2 separate regions of the Anas platyrhynchos genome follow, and region 2 is linked to region 1. Evidence: chromatin contacts called from public Hi-C data. All regions are on one chromosome and are shown on one strand. The core of a region is the stretch at or near the end of the contact, and the rest is flanking DNA. Distances in the headings are between cores, read along the strand shown. Region 1 overlaps LOC139999134 (a long non-coding RNA gene). Region 2 overlaps LOC101794290 (3 beta-hydroxysteroid dehydrogenase type 7).

Region 1 (6,119 bases), core at 1,104-3,603:
ATTCAAAGTCAATCCAAATCTTTCTGTTTCATCAGCAGGTTTATCCAGTTACCTGCAGGATGCAGAACAAGTTTAAGTACCAACTAGTACAAGTCAATAATGGGTGCAGCTCTATTCCCTCTGCTTACTGTGTCTGACAAGCTGGTTGTCAGAGGAGAGAGAACCCCCCTCCCAGACACCATAGCTCTGGGATTCAGGTCTTCTCCTCCTAGATTTGCCATTTGCCTGCCCCCTTTTCTAAGCACAGCTCAGGGAGCTCTCAGTGAAGAATAAGGCTCTTTCTCCTAGACCCTTTGAGAGATTTCCTATTAGTCACTAGGATAATTAAAGGTTCCAGTTGCATTGCATTAGCACCTTTCATGTCATTAGAGTCCAGCTGCAGTGCGAGAATCACATATTTGCTGAGACTCCTGTGCCAGCCAGCATGCCGGGAGCAGAGTTTTACATTTCATCACTTTGTAAAAGAAATACAATTAAGCAGTGTTCCCTGATCATATTGCAGGGCAGGTTGCAAGAGGGGCTCTAAGCACCAATCACCGGAATGTCTGGCCAGGAGTCGTTCTCAAATGGTGCCTTGACAAGGTTTTATGAACACATTTTAATAAATCCATGGCCACCTAAGACTCCTTATTTGTCAGTATACTGCACACCAAAGCTGCTCAGGGCTTCACAGTGAAAATGCCAATTGCACTTGGGCACTTGCTTCACGCTGCACATGGTATCTCCACTTGGCTTACAGGAGAATCTTCACCCTTTATTAGTAGTGCAGGTGTTGTGCCACAGGGTTTGGGAGTTCTGAATTCACCCTCCAAAGGCTACTGGTACAGAGATTTACTTCATTATAACATTGTTAATTGACAGACTTGTGTGCCTGTCTAGTCAATAACAGCCTGTTAAAAATATGCATTAACCAGAGAGAATGAATCAGCTGCTAATAGCAGTCTCCCGATTGTCAGCTTCTATCTATCTTCGGTATTTGTCGGAACCTTGTCACTATTGTACTCCTGCGGCTCCAAGTCTCTAACATATTTATCCTCCAAACACCCCTCTGGGGCAGGGCGGTTGTTGCTCTCACCAGTTTACAGATGGGAAACTGTGATACTAAGAGGGAGAGTGATTTGCCCAAGGTCACACAAGAAATCTGTAGCAAAACAAGGAATAACACATCAGTCTAGCAAACCCAGGGGGATTAACCTACCCCCAGCCAGGACATCTTTCTTGTCTCCTTCCTCTTTCAAGTCAGCACAGCTATTGCAATTTATACCAGCAGAAATTCTTTGAGATTCTTTAAGAACGCAGAGTCTTCTATTTATGGGTGGATGAAGTATTAACTAAATACCCCCCTGCCACATTCCCAAAATGCTGACACCCCAAAGTCAAACTTTAAAACATGAAATATGCAAACTTCAAATCTTGTTTAAAATCAGTGTCTCCTTTACACCAAGTCCCAGCCCTCCTTCTTGTCTGTCTGCATTTCTGCTAATGACCAACATCTCTAGCTCCAGGTGTAGGCAAAGAATGGCCACCCTATGCTTCTGTTGGAGGTCTAGAAAGAGCAGCAGTGTTAGAAAGAGAAATGTGAACCTGTGATCTGGCTTAGAGTCTTGGCAATTACACGAGTCCTTTAGTTCATGTACCAAATATGTTTGCTTGTAATTCAATAAGCTGACATAGGATCTTAAGGGACATTAACTCATGTGTTACTGTGATTGATTATAATACTGCTGTTACATTAATGTTTCTTACGTGCTATGCAGTGAGCAAATGTAAGACAGACGTGATCCTTCATGTGAAAAGTTTGCCTTCCAAATAACATATGATAAAGGAGAAAGAGAAGACAGGGTAAGAGTGGGGCAGTTGATCTAAGAACATAGACATAAGGTAATTAATAATGGGCTGGAAACTTGCCCAGTTTGTGTGAGCCATGAATTCAGGCAAGGAAGCTAAGCAGTGCCAGTCACACTAGAGGGGAAAGATGGTGTAATCAGGTGAGAGAAAGCAGTGCCAAATGCACATTACTGCAGCATGGCTCCGCGTGTCTCGCTGCACCAGCTACAAAAATCAGCCATGCATGTGAAGCCTCGTGAACAGCCCTCTCCTACTGCTTGATGAAGCGGTGAGCGTAGCTCTGTTCCTGAGTATAAGCTGGAAACACAGATGAGAATTTTTAGTATGTGGAAAATCTAGAATTAAGATGGTAAAAACAGCAATTTCTTCAAATAAAAAGTTGTTTCATTTTCATATCTTCATTTTTTTCATACACATTTCCAACAAGAAGCGCACACACATGGTACTGCGTCAGGGGTACCTCCTATTTCTTCCTTCAGACAGCTTCAAACCCGTCTCTGTTTCTGTTCCAGGACCTCAGCTGGACACAAGGAGGCACTGTCAGAAGAAAAGCAGCATGGTTTCTGTTGGGCTGGGGGGAGACCCAAACCACCAGTTCCAGTTCCTCTGCCTGCCTTTCCTCCCTGTGATTTCTCTGGCTCTCCACAGCACCGGCAAGGCTGCTTCAGGAAGTCAACCCCCCCACTCCACTCTTCTGTGTCTTGCAGGCAGTTGTGGCTTCAGCTGCTGCAGAACGTGATGACTCTGCAGGTTTCTCCTTCCTGTCCTCAGAGTCTATCAACCTCTCCATCAAGAGGGGCCACTCAAGTCGGTGCAGATGCAGTAGCTACCAGCCAGCCGTGGCTACTGGCTGGCATCAGTCAGAGGAAAGAAGAAGTACACAGGAAGGCCTGCCCAGCTGTGCAATAGCCACAACAAGCCCTTCCTGGAAAAAAAAAAAAAAAAAAAAAAAAAAAAAAAAAAAAAAAACCACGAAGGATTTCAGCCTTTTGAGAAGCCCCAAGGATTTTCCTCCACCTTCCTACAGGTGGAGCGGTTGGGCAGACACTTGCCTGAACCCTCCTCGAGCCCTCCCAGCCCACTAACAGCAGGCTTTCTGTCCAAAACACTCATGTGCAATTAGGCAAAGCAAACTTCAAAGCCGTCTAGCCCACTGACCCAAGATGGGACAACCTAATTAAAAGAATTAGCTACAGTGTCAGCTTTTACCGGGACAGACCTTGCTGGAGGTAGAAAAAAGTCTGAACTGGGTTCTCAAAGCTGTAGGTTAGTCTCCTACCAAGGAGGAACTGAGATCAGGGCTTTGAGAACAGTATTAGTTGAATATCTGACATGTCCATTTTCAACTCACTAAGGTCTGGCATTGATCATTTCTAGTGCTCATAAGATGGTAAAATATCAAAGGAAAGCTCCTTGTGCAATGGATGAATGCCGTCATCGCAGGGAGGGTTCCCCAGGCAGCTGATCCTCAGGCTGTGAGCTAAGCAAGTAGCTCTGCCTATCTGCACCACTCCAAAACGGACACAGCAGCTAGGTCTGGAGGTGGCACAACCCTGTATCTGCCTGTACCTGAAACCAAAGCACGATACGCAAATGAAAGGTGGCTCAGAAACTGCAGACAGCACGGTACTGGTAAACAACAGTGAGTAAATTCCCTTTGTAAGAAGCTGGTAAACTGTATTTTCCAAATGAGAATTGGGTTAACCCCATTTATTTGCTTTGCCTCTTGTATGCCCTGCTGGCAATATTAATTATTAAAGAGGTGTAAGTCCATTCGGAAATAAAAGCCCTAACAATCCATAACAGTCCCATTAATTAACACCCTGAACTTCCTTTGCACTATGCAAGTACACGTTTAGTGCCAGGCACAAAGCCACTAAACCCAGGGAAAGTCTCCAGCATGTGGGCTACTCGAATGCTCACAGATATTGGTGAATTCACAACTTTTTGGTGAGATGGATCAGTATTGTTAACCCCATTTTACAGACAAGGATATTGAGGAAGAGAGAAGGGAAGTGACTCACTGAAAAAAAAACCACCCTGTATTAGAGACAGGAATAGGACTCAGATCTCGTGACTTCCATTCCTGAGCCTTAATCACGATTAGATCGAAGCTGTAGAGCTTCGCTTCGCAAGTTCTGCAGACTGTGAGGGAAGAGAGGAGAAACGAGAGGTGGGAAGGGTGCGGAGCTCCTTTGAGTCAAAACGAAATGCAAGTTTCCTGGAATGGAGCCACCACTAATTTCAATAAATTTACTTAGATCTTGAGCTTTGGGATGGCATGAGCAGCTGTGAGTCATCTTGGCCAGTCAAAGGAATAATTAATTGTTGTGGGCAAATCTCAAAAGGTTTAGGGGGTCAGGTAAGGTAAGCAGTTAAGCTTATCCTTGCCTGCTCTTTTCTGCTCTGCAGACTATGCTGGAGACACTCACCAGAACACTCACCCCATGGTTTCCTTATGCCAGATCTATCCATCTGCTGCACACACTTTCTGCCTCGTCTTATATTTTGATTATAAACTATTCATTGCTGGGATTGTCTCTTTTTAAGAGGTTTTTATAGCACCTGCCATGGCACAGCTCTGATCCATAGAAGGATAAAGCAGTCTCAGACATTCAGCCATCACCCAAATAGTAATAAAGGCTGAAAAGTTTGGCTCCTGAGATTTTTCATGCTTCCTGATTAGAGCAGGAGTGGTTTCCTTGTGGGGCTTTGATAGTTTTGCTCCCAGCACAGCTCACAACCAGGAAGTACAAGAATGCAGAGCAATGATAGCCAGAATTTGCAGAACAGCTCAGCGTGCACGATCAGAAGCAGATTTGCAAAAGAGCTCAGCTCCCATTTAGGCACCAAAATCAGTATCTAGATTTTCAAAAGTGCCAAGCTGGCGGGCTACACAACTCTTTAGCAAATACAGCCCTCGTGGCAGCTTGTGAGCATTTAAGGATCTGGCTCAGCTTTCCAGGCTGAAATGGCACCAGAACAATGTGAAAAGTCTCACCTTGACTCGTTGAGTATTTTAATTTATTTTTCACAATTTTTAGCGCCTCTCAGTGCTGTAGGATGAACCATGTAAGAAAAGTGTTGTCTTCTTTGACAGCTCTTCATTCCAAACAAAAATGCAAGGCTAGGAGTAGAAAGATGCCTTTTCTGCCTGTTGTGCTGCCCTGAAATCTCAGCTTCTCTCTGGCTGCAGTCCTTAGGCAGTGCCTGAGGTTGGTGACTGTACTTGGCACTCCAAGGGTCATACCCAGGCAAAAGAAAATCCCACAGAAAAAAAAAGAGAGCTAGCTCTGTAGTTTCCTCCCTGGTGTCCCTACTTCAGATCTCATCTCTGAGTCAGGGAGGCAAGCAGTATCCTACACGATGGATTGTCACTTAGGGCTCCAGCTTGCTCCTTGAATGGGGCAGGACAGGAAGCTGTAACTGGGCTGCTGACAGCCTGCTCCGGCTCTGTCCCGGCTTCACCTCACAGTAGAGCACTGAGGAACATCTGGCTGTGAGGGTGACCAGGGGGTCCTGTCTCATGCCAAAAGCCATCAAGGCTCCTTGCAAGTATGACAGGCTGTCAGCAGCTGCTTGGTGATCGCTGGCATGTTTGCAAGGCACAACTGTTGGCATTTAATTACAAGGCTGATACCTAATAGCACATCTCCTCTGAGCTGGGCTGGCACTGCGGCGCTAAAGGGAAAGGGGACGGAGGAGAGGAAGGAAGAGAAATCCACACTGCTCTCTGAAATCACCAGAGAGAGTCTGCTGCACAGGGGGAACACCTCAACTACAGGAGATGTTCCTTACAGCTGGATAAGAATTCACTACTGAAAGTTATTTGTGCCCAAAAAATGACAGCATCCTTGAAATTCAAGAAACTTAGTGGCTTGTTAGACTCAGGAGGGGTCCTGACCAACCCTGGCCACATTTCTGAATAGCTTGCCCAGTAAGGTCCCATGGAGCATAGGGTTTCTGGGATGTGTGGTCTGGGGACAGCCTCTCCACAACATCACACTGGTCAGAGAGCCATGAAGCTGGCAATATTATGGCTAGTGGGAACGTTCCCATTGCAGATTTGGCCCAGTTAAGTGTTTTTTGTGCGTCCCTTGCTTCCCATCTGGGCCTGCTGCCTCACTGTGTGGCTGCTCCTTTTCTGTTCCAGAGCAAAGACAAACAGTTGTGCCAAGCTATCGGCGGTTTGAAATGAGTTTGATTTTTCACTGGAGTACAGCAGAGGTACTCCACAGCCCGAGTGGAGCTGGGGAGGTGACGACTAACAT
Region 2 (6,119 bases), core at 2,483-4,982, 150 kb before region 1:
CACTACCTGAAGCAAACCAGTTACAGCTTTCGCTCAAGTAGCAAATTCTCAGCTCTTTTAAGTTGAAAAACCAAGACACAAGTCACTAGGTTGTCCATAACATGTGCAAACTAATGACACTCGGAACATTGCAAGCTAAGATCAATGCTGGATTTTACTATTTTTACTGTCAAATCTGTCCTTATTCCCCTAGACAGATACTGTTCCTATATTCCTAAAAAGGAATAAATACTTTATCTGAACAAAGATGACAAAAAAAGGGGGGCTTTTTGGTACCAAATTGCTCTGTTGCTTCCTTGTTTCACATGGGAGACTCAGCCTAGGACTGTATGAAATGTATTATGAGATTTCTGCCCATGGTTTTCTTGAACCAAACCATGCTTCAGTTTCATCTGGATTTCATGTGGACTTGTAAGCTGCACTTACTATTTTATTTAATGTTTTGTAGCTACCAGGAGGAGTCTGTTGCAATGTTTTTTCACCCTACAGTCACTTCCATAGAGCAGTATACATGTATGCAACTAAAACACCAATTATTTTGCCAGAAGGCTGCAATTCACCATTTGACAGTCTGTTCATGTATCAAAAAAAGATGGACAACATGGAATTTTGCTCTGCCAAGCTGTCAGCTTCTTTTTTTAACAACTATTAAGTCAAAGTTATGTCAGATGCTAATAGCCATAGAGATTAAGCCACTTTATAGCTAAAGATGTAGCTGTGGCTCTCATGTTATAAAACATCCATACCGGTGCAAATGTACCTGAGGAGCAGCAACCTTGACCTATGGCTTTACATTTTTTTGGCCATGAAAAGGATGGATCTAGTCCAAGTCAGAGTCTCAAGTCTGGAAATCTCATTTGACTTGCATAACAGAAACCAAAGCAAGGCAGATGATGTTTGTCCTCAGGTACTGAAAACGTGTTAAGGGCCTGCTGTGTCCTGAACATCCCATATGTTGTCTACACAAGCTCCATCGCTGCGGTGGGACCTAACACCTTGTGTGAGCCCATGTGCAGGTAAGGCCAAACAAATCTTTTGAATCACTCCGGATTTCCAGTTAAACAGCAACGAAGCTGCAAACAGCTGAAGAATTTTGCTGTGTCTCCAAAGGACAACATGTGTTCTTCTTCCTCTTGATTCTTTTACTCCTCCTTAGAAATCCCTCTTTGCTCTTCATCTTCAAGAATCACAGCCCTTCCCAGCCAAAACTTGACCAGAAAGTTGACTGAGAGATGTAGGACCCAGCTGCACCTCCAGGCTGTCCTCCATGTGCTATGGACCTGCTCCTCTAAGCCCTAAAATCAGTTTTGGTATTAGATCTGAGCTGCTCAGGGTTTGACAAGCTTGAGTTTCACCCTGCTATTGGGTCTGAGTTTTCACTCACTTCACACTGAGTTGACCCAAAGGGCAGGTGTTCTGTCACCAACCCACTTTCCTCTTTTTCAGCTCCACAGTGAATTGCTAGTGAACCTGCACCAAGCTCCTAGTAACAAGAGATCAAATGCATATGGACTATTTCAGCATGACCTCAGAGGGAGGGTACTTTGTTAACATAGTCTTGGGCCACAGCTGCATTTGGTGTGCAATTGCAGTGTTCTTGTGTAGCTGCACTCTCTGTGACCAGGCTCTGACCTGGTAATGGCACCCTATCCCTCAAAATACCTTTCCCTGGGAGGCGTTTGCCAGGGTTAACTCCTGGACTTTCTGCTTTTTGATACATGCTAAACCCACCTCTTCTGCATGTGGCTCCTTCAAGACTAACCCACAGACTCAGAGGATGTAGTAGAGCTTAGAAGCCCTCCTGGGGCAAAAGGTGGGATTTGGAACAATGTGAAGATGCCAATATTGGGGTGGGTATTTTTTTTTTCTCTTTGATATCCAGAATAGCCTTTCACAACCAGCTGACATTCCTGCTCAGGATCTGGGTACCTCTTGTATTCATGGGGCACGAGGACTTGCACCTTGAACTGGGCTGATATTACTGAAGACCAAGAGCTGAAGCCACATTACATTTGAAGGCAGGTGGAGATAGGGGCAAGTCTGATACACACCATTGTAAGGCTGTTTGCTGATTTCAAGCACAGTTGTATCTATACAGACTGCTCAAACCATGGAAACTTGTGTGCAAGGGGAACTGGCTCAAAACCAAGTTTTGTCTCTACAGGCAGCCAGTCTAGACACAGCTGGCTTCAGTCTCTTGGCTCTAGAAATTTGAGCCTAGCTAGAAAAGGCTGCTTAAGACATAACTTAAAATGACCTACAAGCCTAAATTTCATACTTGCAAGTAAACTAAGGCATAACCCAGTTCTGAACAGCATTTAAGCACCCAAATCCATAGAAATAAATGTCTTATGGAAAAAAAATCCCCGAGAGCAGGAAACCTCAACCCACTTGGGAGCATGAGTACAAAATGATCTGGTGTTATTGAAAGGCTATGGAATTTGGTCATTAACATATCTAAATCACTTCTAAAAATGAATGTATGTCCTTGTTTGAATTTTTAGCCCTGTGATTTGAGATGCATGTGAGTAGGTGATTTGAGAAATCTACCCCAAATCTTGCTTGAGAGGACAGTCCTTGGCCTTGTAATGATGCCCAAGTAATGATACCCATCCACACTGAGGTTCATTCACGGAGCTGACCATCCTCTCAACTCCCAATCCTTCCCTGTCACAAACACAAATAAAATCACTGCCTTTATCTCATTTTACAGAACACATTCACGTTTTCCCATCGTGCTGGGAGAAAGCCTGCTTTTGAGAGTGGTTCTTGTTCTCTGATGATTTTCACCTTAAGCTCCTGGAATTAAAGTGGGAGAAGAGGCACCCACATAAAAATTACGCCACTTGTCCCACTAGGGAACCCAGTGATGACTGCAAGGCAATGTAATATGTCCATGTCCAGACTGAAAGCACAGGTGCTGTTTCCCCATCCCCACCCAATCTGTTCTGCTCTTTTCCCTCTCAGAGCATGATCCAGCCTGCCTTACTTCCTTTTTCTCTTTCTCTGTCCCCTTTCTCTCTCGTTCCTTGTATAATTTTATTTAACTCACTTTTACATGCTGGGGAATTGACACAGACAAAGGATGATTAGTGTCTGGACAGGGTGATGGGTGCAGGGATAATGCTCACACCTCAGCATCCTACAATAATAGAAAATGCCTCTGTCAGTCTCAATCCCTCTGAGACAGCCACCGCTGAGATACCTTCTGACAATGCTGCTCCAGTCTTATTAGCGTTCAGTTATCTGTGATCGTTTTGAAAAGCAAGAGCATTATGCTGAGCTCTTTGTTACTACTAAGCTTCAAAAGGGGTGGGGGAAGGCAAATACGAGCAGAGCTCTGCAGCCCAGGAATGACAGGCAGGTTGCCCCTTGGTGAAGCTGCTGCTTTTTAAAAGCTTTGCAAGGCAAAAAATAAATTCAGATATAAAAAGAAAGCAATTAAAACTAGAACTTCTAGATAACCCCTCTAATTGTCTTGAGCCTCTCCTGGGGTCACAACAAACCGCGCACAATCAATCTTTTGTCGTGCTTGTTTTCTGGTTTGTCTCCTGCTCATCACCCGTAAACACAGGGAAGAGGAGGAGGGCTTTGTGATAAAAGCCAGGGGTGCACGGGGAGGCTGTATTTCTGAAGCTCCTAATTTATTTCTGTTGCTGCAGCACAAGACGGCCCTGATCTCAGCTGGGATATCTGACACACGAGATACCAGACTGCCAAACAGGCAGAAGAAAGGCAGCAGCATTATCCGGGTTTTACATGTGGGGATCTGAGCACAGAAAAAAGCAAGCAAGTTGCCCAAGGTCAGAGAGGGAGCCTGAGTCAGAGTTTGCTTTGCTGAGGCCCAGAGCTTGGCAAAAAGACCCGTGCTGCAGACTGGCTGCACGACCTTGTTGCAGGCCTCTCCAGAAGTGGCTCTGAGCCCACCTGCAACAGGAGCACGATGGCTCTTCACTGCCCTGCATGGGGGTATCCCAAGCCTGGTGTTTGCCTAGCGTGAGTTTCTGTAGGAGAGAAAAAATATAGAGGAAAATTATTTAAAAATGAGAAGAACGCAAATTCTGAACCAAATCCTAGAACGGACTAATGTGCTAATTACAACACTTGGACAAAATGGTAGCTGCTTTCTTGGTTCTCCTTGGAATTATTTCCAGGCCTGGGAGGGCAGTTATTTGATGGATCCCATTGACTCCCCTCCTCACTGCTGCAAGTTAGGAGGCACGGCCAGCTGAGGAGCATGTTGCCTTCCTCCGCAGTCACAGCCAAGGGTCCCCAGATGGCTCCAAGCCCTGCTTGCCCTAGATCGTGGACCTACATTTTTGCTCTTCCCTCAAGCACAATCTGCTAGGGAAGATGAAGGAATAACCTCAGCACAAATCTGGTGATTGCACACCTTCCACAAGCCCACTAGCAGCTTTTGCATCACCAGCAAATGTCTCCCAACTCTAATCTACAATATGAGAAAATTAAGCAGCAGCAGCTTCTTTTAGTTTATAGCTCATAAGAGGCTTCTTGCTACCTCTAATGGAAAAAAAAAAAAAAAAAAAAAAAAAGTAGGATTGCTCTCATTTTCCTGCCCTCCATCATCTTGTGCTCTTTCCACCTTGCTCAGCCACTTGAGAGTTGCTTAAAAAGGTAACTGCACTGCCTTCTAATTTGCCTGCCAGCATATTGTTTGCTTCAATCACACAGTATTAGACAAAAGCAAATCCAACTCTCAGACATCAAATCATGCAAACCTGCCCTATGAACCCACTTTTGCCTAACCCTGCAGAATTGCCTGGTATTTATTTCTCCCAGACCATAGCAAGGATCTTAGACCCATACAATTCCCCACCAGAGGTAAGTCCCTGGAGGGCAGGGGCTGCAGAGTAAATCACGCTATGACAAACGTCTCCCAGCCCCGAGCTCCACCTCCACAGTCACCCAGCATCTTGCAATCTATTCCAGAGGAAACGAGGACACCAAATACAGCGGGGAAGTGGAGCTTCCTTACGGGAAGACGAAGGCCATGGCAGAAAAACTTGTATTTGAAGCCAATGGAAAAAAGGTACAAAAATCAATGGTAGCACCCCTGGTGTTGCAGCACAGGATGAGTGGGAGGAGACAGATGGTTAGAAAGGTCCCACAGCTCATATCCAACTGCTTCCTCGACTGGATATGCATACCAAAATCCCCAGAGTTTACCAAAGGCTGAGCCTGCCTGCCAAGCACTTGCAAGATCAAAGAGTGCTGCCCTTCATGCCTATGCTTAAACTCCACCAAAAGGAGCGGGGCTTTGAAAAGCACTGTGTAAACTTAAGACCTACAAAACCAGGTTCACCTGGTTCATACTGCACATAACAATGTGTTTTCAGACATGCCTGAGTGATTTAACAGTATTTATTATTTAATATTACCCAGACCCAGCCACCTACCTAAGTTGGCTGCCTAGTTGTTTCGGACTCCCAGTAGTCAGCACACAGATGAGTCCTTCTAGAGGATGAAGCAGAACATAAAAATGCAACTTCTGTCCTGCCTGGAGCAGCTCTCTCTCCTGGTTACAGTTTGAGGTCAGCCCAGTTTTGGTTGTTGCAAATATTCCTTCACACCTCAGCTGCAGAAGGAGTTAATGCTGTTAGCACCCTCCACCTGAACTTTCTGAGTGAACACCACCCATATGCAGGTGTGCTTTGTTAAAAATAAATAAAATCAAGTGGGCACCTCATTGCATTTCTAAGGATCCAAACCAGGCCCTAGCTGTCCAGCCAAAGTTTGTAAAGGTTGACTCCTCTAGCCCAATTTCCCCAAGATTTTTGGTTTCATCTGACACACACAACATCACTGTGGAAGGTTTTAGCTCTGAATCCATTGCTCACTAACATCCCTCCCTGATATTTCAGCTGAGCAATGGTGGCAAACTCACAACCTGCATCATCCGTGCGAACACAGTATATGGGGAGAAGGCAACATTTCTGCGAGACCTGTATTTGTTTGCCAAAGCCAGGAATGATGTGTTGAACTACCTGGAGCCTGAAAACACCGAGCGCAATTCCACGTATGTGGGTGAGTGACTGATCTCTCTGCTTGTGGTGCTGCCTGGCTGTTCTGGTCCCAGGAGATCTTCCATTGCAGCTTAC

Evidence for each region. A called contact is a pair of places that touch in the nucleus more often than the background predicts.
Region 2: a contact with region 1 is called in a Hi-C map of liver, with 2.2 times the contacts expected there. The contact joins two enhancer-like sites. A contact is called at or near these places in 2 of 8 Hi-C or Micro-C datasets (liver and skeletal muscle).

Annotation. Positions count from the first base shown.
Region 1 is chr20:7,287,870-7,293,988 of IASCAAS_PekinDuck_T2T, reverse strand. The region is part of intron 1 of LOC139999134 (a long non-coding RNA gene); the gene reads right to left. It overlaps LOC119713293 (a long non-coding RNA gene), which reads left to right. Exons shown (of 3, transcript XR_005260387.2): 3 at 2,361-2,830. Among named protein-coding and RNA genes, the nearest start is that of CUX1, 50 kb to the right of the region's middle. Within about 2 kb of position 2,353, at least 2 of the 8 cell types and tissues checked have an H3K27ac peak or open chromatin away from gene starts, as enhancers often do.
Region 2 is chr20:7,435,249-7,441,367 of IASCAAS_PekinDuck_T2T, reverse strand. LOC101794290 (3 beta-hydroxysteroid dehydrogenase type 7) reads left to right here. Exons shown (of 6, transcript XM_013107521.5): 3 at 908-1,016; 4 at 4,951-5,050; 5 at 5,883-6,045. Among named protein-coding and RNA genes, the nearest start is that of MYL10, 85 kb to the right of the region's middle. Within about 2 kb of position 3,732, at least 4 of the 8 cell types and tissues checked have an H3K27ac peak or open chromatin away from gene starts, as enhancers often do.